Linked DNA regions of Mus musculus: region 2 is linked to region 1. A link is a contact called in public promoter capture Hi-C data. All regions are on one chromosome and are shown on one strand. Each heading gives the region's core, a stretch centred on a gene start, on an enhancer-like site or on the middle of the called end of the contact. The rest is flanking DNA. Distances are from core to core; before and after follow the strand shown. Region 1 holds the start of Pbdc1 (polysaccharide biosynthesis domain containing 1). Region 2 holds the start of Magee1 (melanoma antigen, family E, 1).

Evidence for each region. Promoter capture Hi-C pulls out the DNA fragments that hold promoters and counts their contacts.
Region 2: a promoter capture Hi-C map of erythroid cells shows a contact between it and region 1, with 24 times the contacts expected there. The contact joins the promoter of Magee1 here to the promoter of Pbdc1 in region 1. A contact is called at or near these places in 11 of 39 promoter capture datasets (the 3T3-L1 cell line, cranial neural crest, embryonic stem cells and 7 more), 5 of 484 Hi-C or Micro-C datasets (cerebral cortex, embryonic stem cells, forebrain and 2 more), 7 of 115 datasets of contacts at active chromatin or transcription factors (CD8 T cells, effector CD8 T cells, embryonic stem cells and 2 more) and 4 of 9 other capture datasets (adipose tissue, embryonic tail, liver and 1 more).

The regions. Positions count from the first base shown.
Region 1 is chrX:105,077,134-105,082,099 of GRCm38.p6, reverse strand. Pbdc1 (polysaccharide biosynthesis domain containing 1) reads right to left here and starts at 2,344. Exons shown (of 6, transcript NM_026312.5): 1 at 2,257-2,344; 2 at 2,081-2,146; 3 at 670-729; 4 at 22-162. The coding sequence starts at 2,286.
Region 2 is chrX:105,117,330-105,122,295 of GRCm38.p6, reverse strand. It overlaps Magee1 (melanoma antigen, family E, 1), which reads right to left and starts at 1,918. Exons shown (of 1, transcript NM_053201.4): 1 at 1-1,918. The coding sequence starts at 1,685.

The sequences.
Region 1 (4,966 bases), core at 1,095-3,594:
AATGCTTAAGAGGATACTTACTTCTTTAGCTGATTCTGATTTGAGTTCTTCTGGGTCCAATACATCTACCCTGAGTGTCTCAAAAATCTCACGGAACTCAGAGTAGATTTGGTCATCTACTTTGGTGAGTTTCAGAAACTGTGGGTCAACTGATGAAATCAGCTGCCAGACAATAGAACAAACATAAAGATGCTAGTCATTAATTTAGACTTCTACCCCTCCAGTGCCACACCGTCAGAAAACCTATGGTTCTCAGGGCAGAAGATTAATTTAGACAGTAGTAACAGACCAGGTCTTGCATGAAACCATTAAAATGGTCTTAAGAGTCACAATAACAGCCCCTCTTTTTGTTTTTCCTTTTTACTACTTTGACGATTGAATGAACCCTTCAGTCCTAGTATTGCCTGGCTCTTGTTCTGTGACCATTCATTCAGGAGACATATAAGTGTCTGTTACTCTTGGGCCAGGCATCTTCCCTCCCGGTAGCAAACAAGAGGGGGCAGACAAGCAGAACTTCTCATCATCAAATTCATTTCTACCCTTGTTCCCTGGGTTCGGTAGTTAAAACAACACGGAAAACTTAACAATTTACGTTGCTGAGAACCGTGATTAGCATAGCATCATACACTAAAATTACATACTGATTTCAGCTTAATGATGACAACTCACTTTATAATAGACTTCAGCATGCTGCATTGCTCGAATGGCCCAAGCCATTTCAATATCAGGCTGTAAAAGAGAAAGAACATCAGTTCAGAAATCTCAGTCCTGCAAAGGATAAGAAATTAAGACATCTTGCTAAATCTCAAGAAGTCTACAGAAAATGTTGCTGTCAGGGATAAAAACTGAATAAGTGGATTTGGCGATATAAATCTTTCGTCCCAACGGTGACCAAAAGAAACTGTCAATACAGAATAACAAAAACAATGAACTGCTGGGCAGTGGTGGCGCACACCTTTAATCCCAGCACTTGGGAGGCAGAGGCAGGCAGATTTCTGAGTTCGAGGCCAGCCTGATCTACAGAGTGAGTTCCAGGAGAGCCAGGGCTACACGGAGAAACCCTGTCTTGAATAAACCAAAAACAAACAAAAAAAAACCCAATGAACTACTGGACATCTTTTTCTCCAGCATCAAGTGATAACTATTATACTAAATGAAATAAAAATACAATTTATCATTACATATGTAATATATATTGTATTATATAAAAAATTAAACGTAACTTACATTAATATACCCACTTACATACATCAGAGTTGTTGGGAGGACAAAAATACATGTGAAACTATTTTTCACTTTCCTGAGTGTAGCAATGCTATAGTCATCATTTGTCTTTATCAGATAGCCAATTTTCCATTCTGTAAAACTCCAGAACAAATGATGTAGCTAAATTATATATAAGCATATCTGAACAAGTACCCACTGGACTTTCCTTTTTCATCCTGCCTGCTGTCCCCTTCATGATGCCAGAAAAATCCATCTACACATGCACCTCCCACCTTAGACCAAGACATTTTCCTACCTTTGAATCTATATTTTCTGTCCACTTATACTTTGAGGATCCAGTTCCAGTGACATTTCCCAGATGTAATCTACTGCCTCCATCCTTAAAAATCTCTCCTGCTAAGCCCTTTCCATCCTATTGCTTGAACCACTCATCTAGTACACATTACATCCTGACTGCTATCTCTGTCGTCTTTTTCTTCCCTTATCTCCCGACATTTGTACAGAGGTCCAAATGACACACACCACAAACCGGTGCCACTTTACCGCGCAGTGCAATCATTCATTTTAAAGGTTCTCTAAAAACTACTATGTTTTAGCTCTTCTTCCCCCAGACATTATGACTTGATCTGCTGTGGGCTGTAATCTGGTTGTGCCTCTGGTGCTGTGGCTTCCCAGGTGGTTTCTAAATCATAGAAAGTTAGCGACTCACTTTCACGTGGTCTAAAGTACTACAATTACACTGACTTGAAGGTACTATTTTCGGCTGAGGTGGGAAAGTCTGAAGATATCAAACAGTAAAGGAGCTTATAATTTAAAGCTGGGTGGGCGGGAAGTTGAGGTGAGTCATACTCACGTCGTTGCCATATGACTCCGGAGGGTGAGAGAGCGCATGGGCGATGGACAACGCTTCCCCAGAGACCTGAGGAGAAAAAAAAAAGCGGAGCTGAATGAGCGATTCTTTGACTCCTTGGGCCGCTCACCACCCCATCTCCACTTAGGTATTTAACCAACTCCAGAGTAGTATCTCACCGGCTCTTCGCTTTCGCCGGCAGCATCCATGTCGCCGCTAGGTAAGTGCGGCTTTCTCGTCCCGGAAGTGACCTGTTGCGCGCGCTGCTTTCACAGTTAACTGAAAGCAATAGGGCGGAAACAGAGACCAGTTTCTCCGTCTGCGCCTGCGTGCGCCCTCCCTCTGCAGAGGAAGCGGTGGCTCCGCCTTATCCGGGCCACGCAGGCGCCAGCGAACGCGTGTTGTTACCTAGCAACACTGTTCCTCTAGCCTAGGTGATAGAATATTCAATAAATCAATGGGGAAAATAAGTTATATGAAAAAAAAAACATTTTTAAACGATGCTGTTATTAAATCCCTTGTGTGCCGTGTTTCCAGTTCACGCGCGCGCAAACACACACACACACACATACGCCCGCCTTAACCACTTACAAGCAAGGTTCTAGAAGCAGGACGGTGGAATTCTGGGATGAAGAAGAAGAATTTGCTACCTGTTTTGGAAGAACTAGCAGAGTGAGGTAACAACGAGGTGTGCTTCATTATACACTGTGGGAGCATACCTGAGCTGAGTCATGATGGGTGCTTAACCAAGCAGGTCAGAAAGACTCAAGACAGAGGGAACGTGCATGGGCAGAGGTATTAGTGAAAAGGCATTAGAATATCTTGCAAAGAACAATCTAGCTGGAACAGATTGCAGTCAAGAGCTTTGTACGGTGAATTTTAATGAGATGAGAATTAAAAAAAAAAAAAAAAAAAAACCACAAGTCAAGGGGTTTTTGTTTTTGTTTTGGATTGGCATTTGTTTGTTTGAGACTTCTCCACTCTCATTTCCACAGAAGCTGTTCGAGTTTGGAATCTCACCAAAAGTGAACAAGAATTCCCATTCCCACATCCTCACCAAAATTTCTTATCAGTTGTTTTCTTGACCTTAATCTTTCTAAATTGGGGTAACATGAACCTCAGAGTTGTTTTAATTGGCATTTCCCTAATTGCTATAGATGCTAAAGTTTTAACGATAATCCTTAGCCAATTTTTCATCTCTTTTTTGGTTTGTTTTTGTTTTTTGCGTTTTTTTGTTTTTGTTTTTTGGGGTTTTTTGTTTGTTTGTTTTTTTGTTTGTTTTGTTTTGTTTTTCTGAGAATTCTCTATTCAGATCTGGAGCTGCCCCCTCCCTCCAGCCATTTTAAACTGGATCCTTGGCTTTCTGGAATCCTTTTTTTTTTTTTTTTTTTTTCCTTCCTATATTCTGGATAGTTTATCAGATGAGTAGCTGCCAAATATTCTCTCCCACTATGGGCTTCCTCTCTATTAGCTTATTGTTCCATTTTCTGTACACAAGTATTTTAGTTTTATGAGGTCTTCTTTGTTAATTGTTTGCCTTAATTCATAATTGAATGGAGTCCCGCTCAAAAGTCTCTTGCTACACCTATATGTTGTAGGGCTTCACCCATCTATTCTTATAGCAGTTCCAGCTTTACAGGTTTCACATTGATCTATTTGATCCATTTCAAGTTGATTCTAGTTCAGGGTAATGCATTCAGAATGCTGTAAAACTACATGCATTCATGTTTGGACTTCTATTTTGTTCTGTTGATTTCCTAGTCTGTTTTGGTGCCGTTACTGTAGTTTTTTATTATTATTATTATTGTAGTGCTGAAATCTTACCAAATTGTATAACTAAAACTATACTATTCCTTGACATCTATCCAAAGGGCACAGTGTCCTGTTTTACAGATACTTGCTCAGCCACATTCATCACTGCTCTGTTCATAACAGTTGGAAATTGGAAACAACCTAAATGCTTTCTCTCTCTGATTTGTGGATTCTAGATCTGAATCTTAAGAGGTGAGTGTAGAACCTGAAGTTAACACAGAAACCATGAAGGTTAAAGGAGAGAATGGGGAAGGGGTAAAATGAGCTATAAAGCAAGGTGAAGAGAACGAATTGGGCAATTAGAAAACTGAAGAGGCTTTATCTAGCAGGAGGGAGGGCAATCCAGATGAAAAGGGAGGGAAGGGGGATAAAGAGAACTAAAAGTCATTGAAAAAGCCACAGCCATTACAGAAACATTATTTTAGGTTTGCTTAAAATAAATATGTAATATAATTAATATATGTAAATGAAAATGTAATGAAGTTACAGCAAGTGTAGTGACAATGCTCCCTCCAATCCAGACTGCTTAACAAAAATCTCTGGTGTCAGATATTGGGACACTTCCCTTCAAGTTGTTGCTCAGGGGAGTTCAAGGGACTCCCCAAACAATAAAAAGATGTGGAAGGTTATAACTTGAAGACAAAATTAGAAGCAGACCAGCTTGAAGGGGGTAGATGATACAACACTGACAGTTGCAGAATGAATAATGCCCTCTAGAACAATTTGATATGGAGTATAAAGGAGAATTAGGGTCCTAGTGTGAACCACAGGCTTTCCAGCAAAACTGGGAGGAGGGTGCTGTTACTGACTTAGAAGACACAGGAGGAAAGCTGAGTGCCATTTGAGGAGCTTAGTTGGAATATCTTTTTTTTGTTTGTTTTTTTGTTTTTTTGAGACAGGGTTTGTCTGTACAGCCCTGTCTGTCCTGGAACTCACTTTGTAGACCAGGCTGGCCTTGAACTCGACAATTGGCCTGCCTCTGCCTCCCGAGTACTGGGATTAAAGGCGTGTGCCACCACGCCCGGCTGAGTTGGAATATTTTACTGGACTCATAGAATCGATATGGCAGAGAGAGAC
Region 2 (4,966 bases), core at 669-3,168, 41 kb before region 1:
TTTAGTAATATGTGTCCCAGAATCATCATCAAGAGGCCCATCTTTGGCCCATTTGGGACGTCTTCTAACCCTTCAAAGGGCACTGGTCCCAGTTTGTTGAGCAGGATGTAGATGTGCTCCTCAGTGTCGAGCTCCTTCAGTTCAAACCGAAAAATGCACTCCAGGTGGACTGCTGCTCGTCTGAGGATCTCCGGGAACTGGTGGCGATAGTCTTTGTCAATGAATTCCCTCATATCAGATTCCTTGATAGGGTACTTGGTCTGATCCTTCAGCAGCAGAAACTGCAACAATTCTGCTACGTTTTGCTCCATGGGATCCTGAGGCTTCAAGGTAAGAGCAACGCGGGAGGTGCCCAGGCCCATAATGGTGATGGAGTTGGAATTCTTACTGTCTCTCAGGACCTGGAAATCCAGGAAGCGGTCTTCACGCTTTGGGCGTACAGATGGATCCTTGGCCTTTTGCAGAGCACGGGAGGTGCTCTTGTTCCTGCGCTCAGAAGCACAGCAGCTCAGTGCTTCCTCGGGGTTATTAGCTTCAGTGGGCATCCCAGAAGCGCTAGGGCCCTCGGCAGCTAGGGACATCTGCGAGGTGCTCGACCCCTCCCCCAGGCAGTGCAGCTCCGAGGTGCTCCGGCCCTCCCCGCAGGGAAGCAGCTCACAGGATCCCTCCGCAGCGCATGGCGCCAGCGAGCTGCAGAAGCCCTCAGCAGAAATGGATGACAGGGACGAGCTCAGGCCCTCGGCTGAGGTGCTCGGGCTCTCACAAGCAGCTGATGGCACCGAGGTGCGCAGTCCCTTTTTGGAGGTGGGCGGCACGTTGACGTTACATCCCTCCATTATGATGGGCGACACCCAGGAGCTCTGGATCTCACCGGAGGGGGGCGACATGGAGGCGAACAGTCCCTCAGCGGAGGGGGGCGGCGCAAAGATGTCGGGTTCCTCCAAAGCGGAGAACAGCATAGAGATGCTCAGGCCCTCACCGAAGGTGGGCGGCAGGTTGATGCCCAGTCCATTAGAGTCAGTGGGCGGCACCGAAGTGCTTGGGTCCTCACTAACGGAGTAGGGCTCGTTGATACCCGGTCCCTCCGAGATGTTGGGCGACATAAAGATGCTCAAGCCCTCATCAGAAATGCCCGATTCCTCAGAGAAGGTGGGCGGCACCGAGATTCCCGGGCCCTCACCCAGGGTGGGCTCCATGTTAGGGCCCCCATCAGAGTGACGCTGCTCAGAGATGGCCAGCCCTTCTGAGACAGGGAGATGCTCATAGGCCTTTGAGCCTTTAGGAGCAGTGGGCGGCACAGGGCTATTCGGGCCCTCCGAGGCGGTGATTGACATAGCGGTGTTCAGCCCTGCGGAAACTGCAGGAGGCCGGGAGGCGCCCCGACCCTTCCTGGAGGTGGGCATCTCGGAGGTGTTCGGCCCCTGGGAAATGATGAACTGCCTAGGGGCGCTTGAGCCCTCTGAGGCGGTGGGCGGCACAGAGGCGCTTGGGCCCTCCCGGGGGGTGGGCAGCATGGAGGTGCCAGGGCCCTCAGAGGCGCGGAGGCCCTGGAGGATCTTAGGATCGTTGCGATCCCGAGGGACGTCTGGGCCTGGCACAGCAGCAGGGTGACCCTTCCCGTTGTTTCTGCGCGCATTGGCCCTTCCACCGCGGCGGCGGCGCGAATTCTGGCTTACCAGCGACATGGTCCTGTCGACCGACGTGTGGAAGCTGACACTGACAGGCCCGCGATCTCACAGACGAGGGGGAGAGGTATGTAGGCGCCTCTGCACGGAACTGCCGCTAGAGCAGGAATGCTGCTGCTGCCAGGCCCGAGCAAGTCGCAGGAGCAGAAATTAGAGGTGGTGGGCAAGAACGAAGGTTCTAGCCGACTGTGAACGCTAGTCTCAGAATGCTCGCCTCTCACACCCCGCCTTCTGCCGCAGTCCGCGCAGGCGCAGTTGGGCTCTGCGACAAGGCGACCCCGCCCAACCCAGCCTCTCCCGTGGGTTTGCGAAAGTGGACCTGGTGATTCTGCACCAAAACTGCGCAATGGCAGGAGGGAGGCTTTGATAGGAGACAAGGAGCTTGGAGCAGATGGGTAAATGGAGGTAATACTAGCTATTTCTCAAGAGTCAGGGTACCTACTAGAAGGTTTCTACCCAAGTGTCAGGTACTTGATAGATTTTCAAAATTGCATCCTAAGGATGCATTGGGGAAAATGTGCGTGGCGCATGGAAGGGTGCAGCTTTCATCCCCTCCCTTGTCTCCTCTGTCATTTTCTCTATCGAAACCTCTAATACCTCTCAAATTACTGCCCCTTCTCCAAAGGGCTGGGATTTAGTTCTACTTAGGAAACCTGTAGCTAGCTAGAAATTTTCACTGCACAGTCCCAACCCTTACCAATGTAGAAAAATGTAATCTCTTTTGTGGAGTCCTTCAATAGTGCTATTCCAACCACACCCAAAATTAATTATCCTAGGACAGTTAGTTAGCACCATGGGGTCTGTTAGAAAAACTCACTGTCAGGTTTTGAAAACTGCAATTAGCATGGTTTATGGAGGCAAGTCTCTGGGAAGGTTTCTATTAGTTACTAAAGAGCTACTGGAATATGAGCCAGCTAAAGCACAGGAAGCTGTCCAGAATTAGAAGGATAATGGATAGAAGGAAACATTTGGTTTCCTTATAGGGCCTCATGGTTACCTATGCTGCCAGTATTCTGCATGTTTCTGTGAAGTTAATCTTGTGTAGCTTTGTGCAGTACCAACTGGTTTTAACAGAATCAATCATATGGTGTCATATTCCAACAATATTTTATGTTATCCACATTGCATTCAGCACATGGGTCCACAAAATCGACTATGGGCCTATTACAGCATTACCTAAATATGTGCATATGATTAGCCTCTGAATCTTGGCTAATGTCTATGGTTAGGAGAACAGGCTCATTTTCATAAGTGAAACTTGTGGAGGAGCTTTCCCAAAGATTCTGCTACAGTCTATTAAAATCAAGCTGGTGAGAAGCAAGCCCAGAATGCAGTTAAAAATGCCATGCTATATTCTGCTGCAGCAGAAGACACGTGTACATTTGGGGAGTTGAGTGTTCCTTCTTGTTCACATTAGTGTGCATGAGAGTTCATGTTTCCTAATGACTGTCAAGCACACACAAAGAAGGGGCTCTTCCATGTGCCTGCACTAGAATTAAAAGAGATCACAATTTAAATAAAGTTGTTAATTTAATAGCTGCACACAAAATTATACCATGTACAATAGAACAGTCACATATGGAACACTCAGGGGTGGTCACATTATTTAAAAAATAAACACTAACTATCATACATTTGGCTTATTTCTGTTCCTTCTTATCATGACATAGCTATGTTTCAGTGAAGGACCACCTGCTCTATCATAACCACTGACAAGGAAACTCTTCTAGAGAGCTCATTTGTATAATTAAAAACAGCCTTTAGGATTCCTCCCTGGAGGTATAGCAGCACCAGCACACCAATGTATTTCTTCCCAAGTCAGCTTGAACACTATTATTCTCATTGCTGTATGTGAGGTGTGTGCTGAGAAACAGCAAATATTACTTGGCGAAGGCTGGACCAGGAAAGTAGAATTGTAATCCACAGCTTTTAGAAACCTCTTTAGAAAATCTACAATAAACCTCCCTGGAGCAAAACCAGATACACTCACCTGTAGCAAACCAGATCCTGTGAGATGTCATTTTGCTAGCATTGGTAATGACCTAGGAAGCTAAAGAATAACTTCTGTAACAACCAGCTCCAAATGTCCAGGACTTGATTAATAATTAACAACTTCCATAATTTTTGTGTATTCTTCTAACTTAGATCCAACAAGAGACAGTCAAATGGCCAACTCTGAGAAATGACACAGGATGCCTGCCCCATTTCTAGTTAGCTGCTCTGCAGCTTCCCCAAGTGCCAATCTGTACATACCAGAATGTACAGCTACCAACCTGTTCGTGTCAATCTGTACATACCATACTTTCCCACTCATTTTCTCACTCCTCTATCTGCCATTGAGTTTCTGCTGAAACCAAAATAACAATGGTTGTCTCCTTGCTACAGTAAGCCCTGAATACTGCACACTGATCTTTATTGCTTCCACTATGTATTATTTTAGGATCACTCAAAAACACTCATATTGGAACTGGGATGTGGCTCAGTGGTAGAACACTTGCCTAGTGTAAGTGAAGCCCTTAGTTTGATCTTTTCCACCACCACAGGAAAGCAACAATGATCAGAAATACCCTTTAAGTACCTGCCAAAGTGTTATTGCTATTAAGATTTAGTGGGCCTAACAAATAGCTATAAGTTGACCATTTAGATAGAAAATCACCTATCCTAACACCAGAGAGCTGTTAAGAGTTCTCCATAGAATCTAATATGTTTTTCTAGTAAGAGCCATCTTTGTGGTAACATTTAAGAGCTTTGATTATTTAATATGGCAGCCAGCTTTTCAATGGTTGAAAGTCAGTTTCGATTGAATATTATATAAAACTTACAGTTGGTACTGTGAGAAGTTAGGCTTTGGAAGAACATTTAAGCTGGGTATGTGCAGTGTTTTATCTATTCATATTGTCAGTCATGGTCGAATCCATAATCAAGTACCTCTAGCCACTTAAATACTTTTTGGTATCTATAAATGGGACTTATGGGGGAGAGGGGAGAGCAAGGGAAACATAACAAGAAATAGGGGCAAAAATTGTAGAGACTTACATTGTGTATAATTATAATGATCTCATAAATGTTACATTTTTATTTTGATAATTCTTCAGGTTTTGTTAGTATTGGCTTTGGATTAGAGGTTTTTTTTTGAGACAGGGTTTTACTATATATAATAGGCCAAACTTACCTGGAACTTGTGATCCTTCTGCCCCAGCCTCCAGAGTGCTCAGCTTACACGAGCTACCATGTTTGGGTTGGATTACAACATTTTTAACATGCTTGCACCAATCAAGAGT